Regions from separate parts of the Cricetulus griseus genome. Here region 1 is linked to region 2. A link is a contact called in public Hi-C data. All regions are on one chromosome and are shown on one strand. Each heading gives the region's core, a stretch centred on a gene start, on an enhancer-like site or on the middle of the called end of the contact. The rest is flanking DNA. Distances are from core to core; before and after follow the strand shown. Region 1 overlaps Ptpro (receptor-type tyrosine-protein phosphatase O). Region 2 holds the start of Eps8 (epidermal growth factor receptor kinase substrate 8).

Evidence for each region. A called contact is a pair of places that touch in the nucleus more often than the background predicts.
Region 1: a contact with region 2 is called in a Hi-C map of the CHL-YN cell line, with 4 times the contacts expected there. The contact joins the enhancer-like site here to the promoter of Eps8 in region 2. A contact is called at or near these places in 3 of 8 Hi-C or Micro-C datasets (the CHK-Q cell line, the CHL-YN cell line and the CHO-K1 cell line).

What each region holds. Positions count from the first base shown.
Region 1 is chr8:11,577,976-11,583,039 of CriGri-PICRH-1.0, forward strand. It overlaps Ptpro (receptor-type tyrosine-protein phosphatase O), which reads right to left. Exons shown (of 26, transcript XM_035448717.1): 24 at 1,783-1,937. Among named protein-coding and RNA genes, the nearest start is that of Ptpro, 190 kb to the right of the region's middle. Within about 2 kb of position 3,531, at least 1 of the 6 cell types and tissues checked has open chromatin away from gene starts, as enhancers often do.
Region 2 is chr8:11,381,196-11,386,308 of CriGri-PICRH-1.0, forward strand. It overlaps Eps8 (epidermal growth factor receptor kinase substrate 8), which reads left to right and starts at 1,284. Exons shown (of 22, transcript XM_027429928.2): 1 at 1,284-1,479. It also overlaps the pseudogene LOC100751844.

The sequences.
Region 1 (5,064 bases), core at 2,281-4,780, 200 kb after region 2:
TGCTTTGAAACCGTGAAAGTCTATGGTGGGAAGATGAGAAGGACTTCGTTTTCCTTCAACAGCAACTTAGCAGCTCAGCAGCATTGCTGACCCTGAATGTTCACACACAATGCACACACACACACAATGCACACTACAAAACACACACACACAATACACATAGATACATGCACACACGTGCAGATACATAATGCATATATACATACAAGAACACACACAACACAATACAATGTACACACATACAATGTACACACACAACACACATGCAATGTACACACATGCAATGTACACACATACATGCACATACACAGTGCACACACATAATGCACACAAATATGTATACAACAGGAGAACAAACACACACACACACACACACACACACACACACACACACACCATGGCATCAACATCATGGCTCATAAAGACAAGGTCCTGGAACCCAGGTTAAAGATGTATTTTCTCATGATGGGATAGTTGCTAATGCCCCCCTTAACATCATCACCCTCCAGAAGCCTTGAGTCTGCACAACAATTTTATAACACCATCATGGGGTGAATTTTGTGTTCACTGGTGGGAAGGCAAGGTTTACTCTAGAGGAAATGCTTCCCACAGGGAATTAGTATGAACTGTGCTTTAAAATAATGTTAGGAGCCATTTGTCCCATTTTACAGATACAATTCTGAAGTGTAACCACATTTATCCATATACCAAATACTTCTATGTTTTCTTTCTCCTGCTTTCTCTTAAGTCTTTTTAGACTGTTTTGAGCCATGAGAAGCTTTGTAAATTTGAACTAGTAATATTTATTGCACTATATCCACTGTGGATTTCAATGGTGATGTCACATGGTACTCGTCCTTTGGAGACCCATATGTCTAGATTTGAATCTTAATTTCTTTGCTCTAGTTGAATGAACTTTTGTAAATCTTGGCATCTATCTGTTCTCATGTTCTTTTGCTTTCAAAATGGGGACAATAGCATGTATTTTAACCTGAACATAGTCGTACATGCCTATGATCCCAGCACTTAGGAAGTTGAGGCAAGAGAATGAGTGCAAGTTTAAGGCTAGCCTGGGCTACAAAGTAAGATTCTATCTCATAAAAGAGCAAGTTAAAAAAATATTTCCCACAGGCTATAGTTACAAACTAATATGATAAGTAAGCAGTAAAACAATTAAGTTCAGATTTAAAAAATCATAATTTATGACTAAATCTGATCAAGGTGTTATAGAACCATTGTTTGTGTGATGATTAATATTGTTGTCAACAGGATCCAGATTCACCTAGGACAATAGTTCTCAACCTTGATAATACTGAGACCCTTTAAAACCATAAAATTGTTTCATTGCTGCTTCCTAACTGTAATTTTGCTACTATTATGAATTCTAATGTAAGTATATGATATGCAGGATATATGATATCCAATCCTGTGGAAGGGTTGTTCAACCCCCAAAGGGGTCACAACTCACAGGTTAAGAACCACTGGCCTAGAGACAAAGTCCTGGCATTCCTAGACAGGTTGACTCGGGTGGGAAGACCAGACCTGAAGACAAGCACCACACTGCATGGACAGCGGCCCCTGCTTGAATAAGACCAAGAACGCTGGTCACGCCAGTATTCATCGTTGTCTGCCTCCTGCCTGTGGCTTCCTTAAGCCCTTACCACCACGATGTCCCACTGAGACAGGTTGAACCCTTGAACTAAGGCAACCTTCTCGAGCAGCTATTGTCAAATATTTTTGTCACAGTGTCGAGAAGGGAATCAGCAGGAAATGCCAGATTACCTGCAGTGGATGATCATGGGCCCTTTGCTCTTGGTGGCTTGCTGTCGGACCATGTATACAAACTGCAGGATGCTTTCGGCAGCATTTGCAGGAGGCACACCGTGATCGGGCCAGGCCGTGTAGTTAAAGTGCATCACATCCTGGGCCTCGTCAGCCTGTAGGGGAGAAATGCCAACGACCACGTATTAGTCACTTCATCTACGCTTAGCGTGGCCCGAGCGACCATTGCAGATCGAGGTGGGACTACTTTCTACTCCTCTTCACCACCTTTCCCTTTCCATCTCTGAGCACCTGCGTGTACAAATCAGGTCCTGAAGGGAAATTGTAATTGTACAAAGCCTCAAAATATGGAGACAGAGGTTAACCCGTATCTACTAGCTCTTAGCTCTAGTAGCTAAGAACAAGAGCGTATGTCGACTCAGGTTGACATCCTGCCTCTGCCATTTAGAAGCTACCTCAGGCCGGGCCAGTGAATTTTGGAAACTCCTGTTGCTACTTGGAGCTCTCTTCCAGCCCAGTTCCATGCTAGTGGAACCACTTGTCCCTCATCTAGATACCAATGAGCTTTCCTGGGAAATTCCCAAGAGGTCACATTCATGTGTCAAAGCATCCTACAGATTGTTACTGTCACCAGCGTGCAAAGATCCACCTTTCCCTTGGAATGGGCCAGCACTACAGTGCCATTCATGACCCAGCATTCTTAGGGAACTTGATTGAAGTGCATGGTACCTTTCTTTCCTTTTAGTTAGCTGCACAGCCATCAGTAGGGAGCCTTCAAGGTCAACTTCCTTTGGTTTCCAGTAAGTTGTAAGAATGATTTGTTCCTTTGTTAACTGTGAGGCTGGCTCCCAAATCAGGCCCTTCTCGAGTATCTGGTTCACCCCTCAAACTTGCAAAGACTCTACAATCCACTCTGGATAGAATATTCTAGCAAAACTTTAGAGGGTTTGGGGCTCAAGTTTATATTCAGGTAGCATAGAGAAATGGATTGCAAAGAGCAAAACCCAACAGTCTTAAGCAGAATTTGCATCTATATAAGTAGATTGTATATAAATAGCAGGTGCAAACACATGGTAAGATTTACAGAGATAACAATGCCATCACGTCAACTAGACCCACCGTCTATTTGGCACCTAAGATCATCTGCCACTTACAGGCAGCATGAAGCACTCAAAGGCTCTTGCTCCAGGCACACAGGCTGTGAAGACGCTATGCTTGCTGGCTTCCCTTATGGTTTCCTTCAAGGAATATGTCAACAAAGTAACCCTTCCATGATAAACTGCGCAGAACTGGGCAGAATAGCAAATATGCAGCACGATGGGTGTGTCAAATTAGATAGCCTGGCTTGTCTGGAAAGGCTCATAAGCCATGCTGGCTCTGCTCACATGCTAATCACAGTATTGCTTTTCCATGTTCATATTCCAATACAGCCACTCTGAATATGTCATCTGCTAAAAAGTATAAATGGATGTAAAAGGAGGGAAGCCACTAGACTGCCAGTGGTCTCCTCACAGCTCCCAAGCAGGACCACGGAACTGGCAGAGGCTTTTTTGGTTGATAGCAAGACTCGGAGTCTAAGGGAATAAGTAACTTGTTGATACTAATTCACACCAGCGTCCGGGTGCTAGGAAGTAACAATCTGGCGTTACAGTCAGTTTCCTTGTTTAATGAGAAAACCTGTAGTGAGAGACCTAACTACGCACCTGTGGCGCTGACCACGCCTATTTGGGAGTGGTCACAGGTGCTCACCGGAGGGTAGGTTTTAGGCTGACTAGGGAAGGCGTGGCTTCCTCTCTGGCTGCTGACCTGGGGACAGACCTAGGAGGATCCTTGGAGCCCAGAGCCTATGTCAGCCGCCTGCCTCGTATGTAAGTGTTATCTCTGAATAAACCTTTTTAACCTGTGCTGGGTCTAGCGAATCTTGATTCCCACGCGCGACAAAAAACCCTTTTGTTTTGTCTGACTCCGCTATTCTAAACTGTCTCCCTCTGAAATTCTCATTTATATATTTGTGTCTTGTTGAGAAGATACTCGGGAACTTTACACATCTCAGTGTGGAGCGAAGAAAGAATGGAGGGTGGATGTAAACAAAAAGTTCAGGGGAAAAATTGTTTGGTTAGATCAGATCCGTGTTGTCTGACCAATTCAGGTTCTGCCAGCTTACTGCCTAAAGAGGGCACCCTGCCACCAGATGCTCGTGTCCTCTGAACCGCCTTATAAACAAACGCTGCTGTGTGGGGCTTTATTTCTGGTGCTAAAATGTTTCACGTGCTTGTCATGGAAAGATGGGGCCATCATTTAGGGCCAAGGACAAGAAGCATGTTATTGATCACACTGTGATCTGTGTAAGTCTTCCCCATAAAGGGAGCAGGCTCGAGAACAGACCCGACATTGTACTCCCTATTCCCCGCCCCCCCCTCCAGATGCAAACGTAGGGGGAAAGATTTGTTCTCTACCCTTGAGCAATTTGCACTGGCCTTCTCACTGAAACAGCCCAGAAAGCAAGCTCAGCTTAAATGGCCTTAAGGTCGTGAAATATCACCGCTGGTAGAAAGCCGATTGACTTGGATAGTGCTTTATTAGTTTTGAAATAGCGCGTTCTCAGATTTGTTCATTCCAGGGAGAAAGAACACTTGCTGGTGGAACTAACAGTATTCCTGGGGGAGAGGGGAGGAAAAGGTGAAGAAAGAAAACTGTAGAGGCATTGTGGTTAGCTGGAGGGGGGGCGGGGACACTTGGAGGCAGGCAGGAAGGAGTTGAAAGTCTGGGGATGGGGAGGTCTCATAAAGGAGTGACAGTAATTGAATAGCCTGCTTGGGGAACAAGGAAGAACTGGACATTTCAAAAGGAGAGACGGGATGAAGCAGCCTGTCTCTCACACACTAGGGGTGTACCTGAATTTTTTTTTTCCTCACCCCTAGAGAAAGCTACTGTTTACAGCTAGTAGATAAGAACCGGTTTGTTACTTCTAAGCACCAGTGGGCGGTTAACTGAGTGCTTCTGTTGTTGTTGCCATGGGTAACCTTTGTTTATATGTATATTTTCTGGAAAAGGCAGGGTAGGTATTTTAGTAATTTTAGATATTACAGCTATTCAGTTTCCATGGCAGTCATAGATAATACACAAATAAATGTGGACTGTGATCCAACAGAACACCATGAGCACTGAAGTTTGAATTTCACATGATTGATATATAGTATTTCACCGGAAATAGTCTTTAAGTTTTTTTCCTTGGAGGTCTGGGTCTTATTGTACAGTCAAAGCTAGCCTCATATCTAAGTC
Region 2 (5,113 bases), core at 34-2,533:
GACTGGTCTACAGGAGACCAGTAGGTTTGAGTTCAGAAAGCTCTTTGTGTAAGCCGTGGGGTAGGCAGGCCTGGGTTTGAATTCTGATGTCACTATTAGCTCTGGCAAAAAGAAAGAAAATTCTGAATACCATTTCCCCAATTTTCTAAAATGGCGACTTATTTTAAGGGTTAGGGATGATGTAAGGAAGTTTCGTAGTTCCTGAGGTAGATCATCAAAGTAAACAATCCTAGTTATCGAGCAAACCCCGCTATTTCCAGCATCAGACGTGCCCAGGTAGATGCTAGTCTGTTGGAAATGTTGGACAAAAGACTCGATGAAGGCAGGAGACTGAACTTAGTCATAAGACCTATCACTACCCCTTTCATCCCCCCATCTTGGCCTGGTAAGTCGGGTTGAATGTGCTTTTGCTTGCCTCACAAAGCAGGTAGGCCCAGCTATTTAAGCCAAGTTTCATTTAATAGTCTTTCTTGGCTTCTGGAAGTCAATTGACTTGAAGTTAGAAGGGCCGGTGTATCTGGGGGCGTAGCTGTGACAAGGAAGGATTGTAAAGGGTAAGAAAATGCTTGGTTCAGGAGAGAAGACTGGCAGATTCTCATTGTGTGGCTCCGTGATTGAGCCGGCGAGCACTGAAGTGGTGAGCAGTTTTCCTGGACTAAAGAGTCTCACATACTCGAAAATACACCAGGCTCTTGGCAGGAGCTCCCATGAAAAGTGGGATCCAAGGCGCCTTGTGAGACGGGTCTGGGCTTGCTGGCCATATCCAGGGACTGGTGTTTGGAGCCTCTGTAAACCAACGAAGCTCTTGGGTACCACTTAAACACCGCTTGGGTTGAGGAGTTGGAAAAGAAGAGACCAAGGGACACAGGTCAGAGGCCAGGAGAATACCTCCCGCTGGTAGGTGGGTAGGGCAGTAACTCCTAGATTGATAGTGGTCATCAGGTGTGTCTCACGACCTAGTCCCAGTCACCTGTGCGCTCTCTCCTGCTGGGGGCATCGCCCCTGTCCCGGGCGGTGCTCTGCAGGCTCAGGTCAGTTCACCCGGGGAATTGTAGACACTAGCCTGAGGCTGGGGATCCCGGGTCCCCCTGCTGAGTGTGGTGCCCACCTTACCGGGGATCTCGGAGGGACCCAGTCCATAACCCTAGGGGCCACTAGAGACTCAACTGTCCTCAAGACCAGCAACCGGAGCCCTCTCCTGGCCGCACGGGGCATCGCGCGTTCCCGGCTCGCTGCTGGGCATGCGCGGGGCGCGCTGGCTCTGGCCGAGAGCGAGCGGCTCGCACACATTGCCCGGGCGGCGGGCGAGGCGGGCTCGCGGGGCACGGAGCTCGGGGCAAGCCCCGGCGGCGTCTCTGAAGCGGGGCGCGGCGAGCGCTCCACCTCGGGGGTCTTTCTCCCTCGGCCACCGGCCACCTCGTTTCTGGGTAGGTCGCGGCACTCCGTGAGGAGCGCGGCGGCTCGGAGGGCGGATCCAAGGTAAGAGCCCCTCGGACACCGGTGCGGGTCCCAGGGTGGGATTCCCGCGGCATGGGCTCCCTCTCGATTTCCCGTAAGCGCCTGTGTGAGCGGGGAGCCGAGCGGTGCCAGGCTCAGCGGCCACCGTGGTTCACTTGGAACCTTTGCAACTGGTGGCGGCGGCCAGGTGTGCGAGGGCGCTGCCGCCCCAGCGCGTCCCCGAGCCCGCTCCGCGCGACCGGGGGCCACGAGACCCGAGCCCGCCGCGACCAGCTCGGCTGGGGTGGGCGCCGAGGGTTCCCGCAGACCCCACGCTCACCTGGGCTGCGCGGGGCGCACCTGAGTTCGGCACACCTGGATTCTGACTGTGCCTTAATGTCTTGCACTTGGGGCTTTCAGAGCGCCTCTCACCCCAGCCCAAGTGGGGACTCTCCCTAGGAGACAGACCCGTTAGGGATGGGGACCCGCCCTGTGAGAGATGGACACCCTCCAGGTGAGGTAGCTCGCTGTGTTTGAGTAGTTGTGAATTCTGGCTCACTTTCCAACACCATTTTACTTGGGGGAAAATGGCCTCTCCTATTGCTGTCATTAGGGCTTTGGAGGGGTTCCACACCCACTGAGATGTTGGAGGCTCCCCGTGTCTCACCCCTTCTTGGCTTTTCAATGATTACAATACTCATGCAAAGTCTTTGCACGGTTCTCTGAGCCCTGCTGCTCGAATCCTCCTCCCCCTATAGCCCCCAAGTGCTGCTGGCATCTCGCCTGGGCAGGACTCCCTGGTGTTTGGGCTTAAAACCCGTAGACATTTGGAGCGGCGAGGCTTTAGAAGAGGAGGCTTCTCTGAGCCAATGTTTCAGCGAATGCATGGCTGCTTTTCTTTTCAAGGTTTCACTTCTTGTCTCAGACAGCAGGAGAAAGAGACAAAATAGCGAATAAAATTAAGTTCAGATGCAACTTGGTTCAGACACGTGTGAGTACTTTGAATTTTTATTTGGTTTTGCCACTTTGGGTAGGTGGTGAAATTAGGATTCCTAGAAGGCATTTTTATGTAAAAAAAAAAAAAAAAACCAAAAACCAAAAAAAACCCCATCCCCCCCAAAGTAACTGTTGTGGGCTGTTTCTAATTTCTCTCTGTTGAAAGGATGTCGTTCTGCAGCTCCTTGGGTTTTGGACCGCCTGTGCTCATTGTGTAAAACTGTAGATCTTGGGACAGACAGTCCATTGAAATTAAAGCCAATGACATCTCGTCTCACCTAGTACAGATTTTCTGTTTTTAAAATTGGGGATCCAAAGTTTCTGGGCACGATGCTGTAGTTTTTAGTTTGGTGGTGTGACAGACAATCTGTGGCTGATGGGCTCACACCGTCTGAACATTAATCCTGTCAGTAGACTTGTCACATAGTCGTTTTGTGACAGAGTGTCACAAGCTAGCAAGTGCGTGTGCATAGAAGCCTTTCCTGCACAATAGTAGATTAAGACTTTGTCAAACGCCACAACTCACACACTTCCCTCATAGCAGGAAAAAAGAAGGGATAGAAAATACCGTTTAATTCCCCCTGTTTGGAGCTAAGTGTTGCTCACTGTACTGGGATGTCTACTTTATAACTTTCTTTCACTTTCTAGTGTCATAGAGTATCATTATAATTGGCAAGTTAGCCTTTTATCCACAGTGGGAAATGCTTTAAGTGAACTCCTATTGAGGGTAATTTAAAAAAAAAATCCTTTACAGGAAACTGGTGTTTAATTTTGTACACTTTGCTTATTTGTGTTCAAAGGTAAAGAGATCATTTTGCCTGTTTATCTGGTTTTATCCTGATTTAGTCTGTGCGCATTCTTTTCAGCCTCAGTACTTTGTAACTCTGTGACACATGTTGCTACCCTCTGCTTCCATCTGCTTTCATTTGAAACCTTAATCCTGCTTAAAACACCTACATTCGCATCTCTTTATGTGTCTACTTCCTTTTATTCCTCTGAATCTCCTCCTCATTCACCTGTTTTTATTTTAAAACATAGGTTCATTTGAGCCTCGTTTGACTGAGGAACTGTAAATGCCAGATTCAAAGCTCTTTTGTTCCTTGAAGTTTTGTTAGGTGAGTTTGAACATTAACTTTATTTGTGTAAATTTTAGGTTGGTTTTTCCAAGTCATATTAGACACATTTGGTAGTTCCGTCTCAGTGCAAAACAAGCTAAGTATAGCTTATAAACTTTCAGACATCTGCAGGGGTATCGGAGAGGAAGAGATGGTCTTTAGCCAAAGTGCTCTGGCTGTACAGTACATCCCTGCTGGGGATTGCTGCACCAAATTGTTTGCAGCTGTGAGGAACTGAAACTGTTCCTCTTAAGAAGCATTGTAGTGGAGTCCGTGCAAACAAGGTGAACTGAGTCTTTACAAGGATTCGGGGGTGTTCTTCGGGTCCAGTCTTTCTCAGATACATCCCTAAGTGGGATTTTCAAACAGACCCTTGGGGCTGGGGAGACGGCTAGGTGGGCCAAGTGCTTGCCAGTCCAGGGTGAGTTCAGGTCCTGAGCATCCACATAAAAAGCTGGGCATGCATCTTCAGTCCCAGTGCTGCAGGGAGAGGGAGGCGGGGGGGGGGGGGGAGGGGTACTTGCTTAGGCCTCTCGCTCAGTCATTACACACGAAAGTGCATACACACACACACACACACACACACACACACACACACACACACACACACGCACACAAATAAAAGTAAAAATGATAAATGAATACTGACAGTAGTCTGTAAGCTAGTTGGCAGAAAAATGTAGCAATGGTACAGGGATTATAACTTCTATTAACATCTCAGGTTGTACTGGCTGTAATTAAGGGGTCGTTAATAGTGTTGTGTTATTAGTGATAACTCATTCTTTGTTTATATGTTGTTTTCCCTTTGTTTTTGGAGATTGAACCCAAGGTCTTATGCCCAGAGCTCTGCCACTGAGCCACACTCCAGCCCCTTCCCTAGTTTGTGGTTGTGAGCCTAGCCTTTAATGGCTGAGCTGTCCCTCCAGCCCAGCCCTCCCTGGTTTTTATCTAACCTGCTTTCTCTCTCAGGATCACACTAGCCAGAACGCTGGGTACGTTTAATTGTCACAGTCTCTTAGGTCAGGCTAACTCTGGTCTTCTTTCAGATTATCTTTGTTTTTTGACAACTTTGAACATTTTGAGGAGTCCTTTCCATCCCACAAGTTTATAGCATGCTTTCCCCCCTTTGAATTTGTCTTTTGTTTGTCCCAGGGTTAGGTTGTAATTATGCACACCTTTGATCCCAGCACTAGGAAACCCAGGCTCAAAGATGGCAGGTTCGAGGCCAACTTGGCTACATAGTGAGTCCCCTGTCTTAGTCAGAGTTACTATTGCTGTGATGAAACACCATGACCAAAAGCAAGTTGAAGAGGAAAGGATTTATTTGGCTTCTGCTACCGCACTACTGTTCATCACTTAAGGAAGTCAGGACAGGAACTCAAACAGGCCAGGGACCTGGAGGCAGGAGCTGATGAAGAGGCTGTGGAGGAGTGAGTGCTGCTTACTGGTTTGCTCCCCATGGCTTGCTCAGTCTGTCTTCTTATAGAAGCCAGAACCACCAGCCCAGAGGTGTCTCCACCCACAATGGGCTGGGCCATTCCACATCAATCACTAATTAAGAAAAT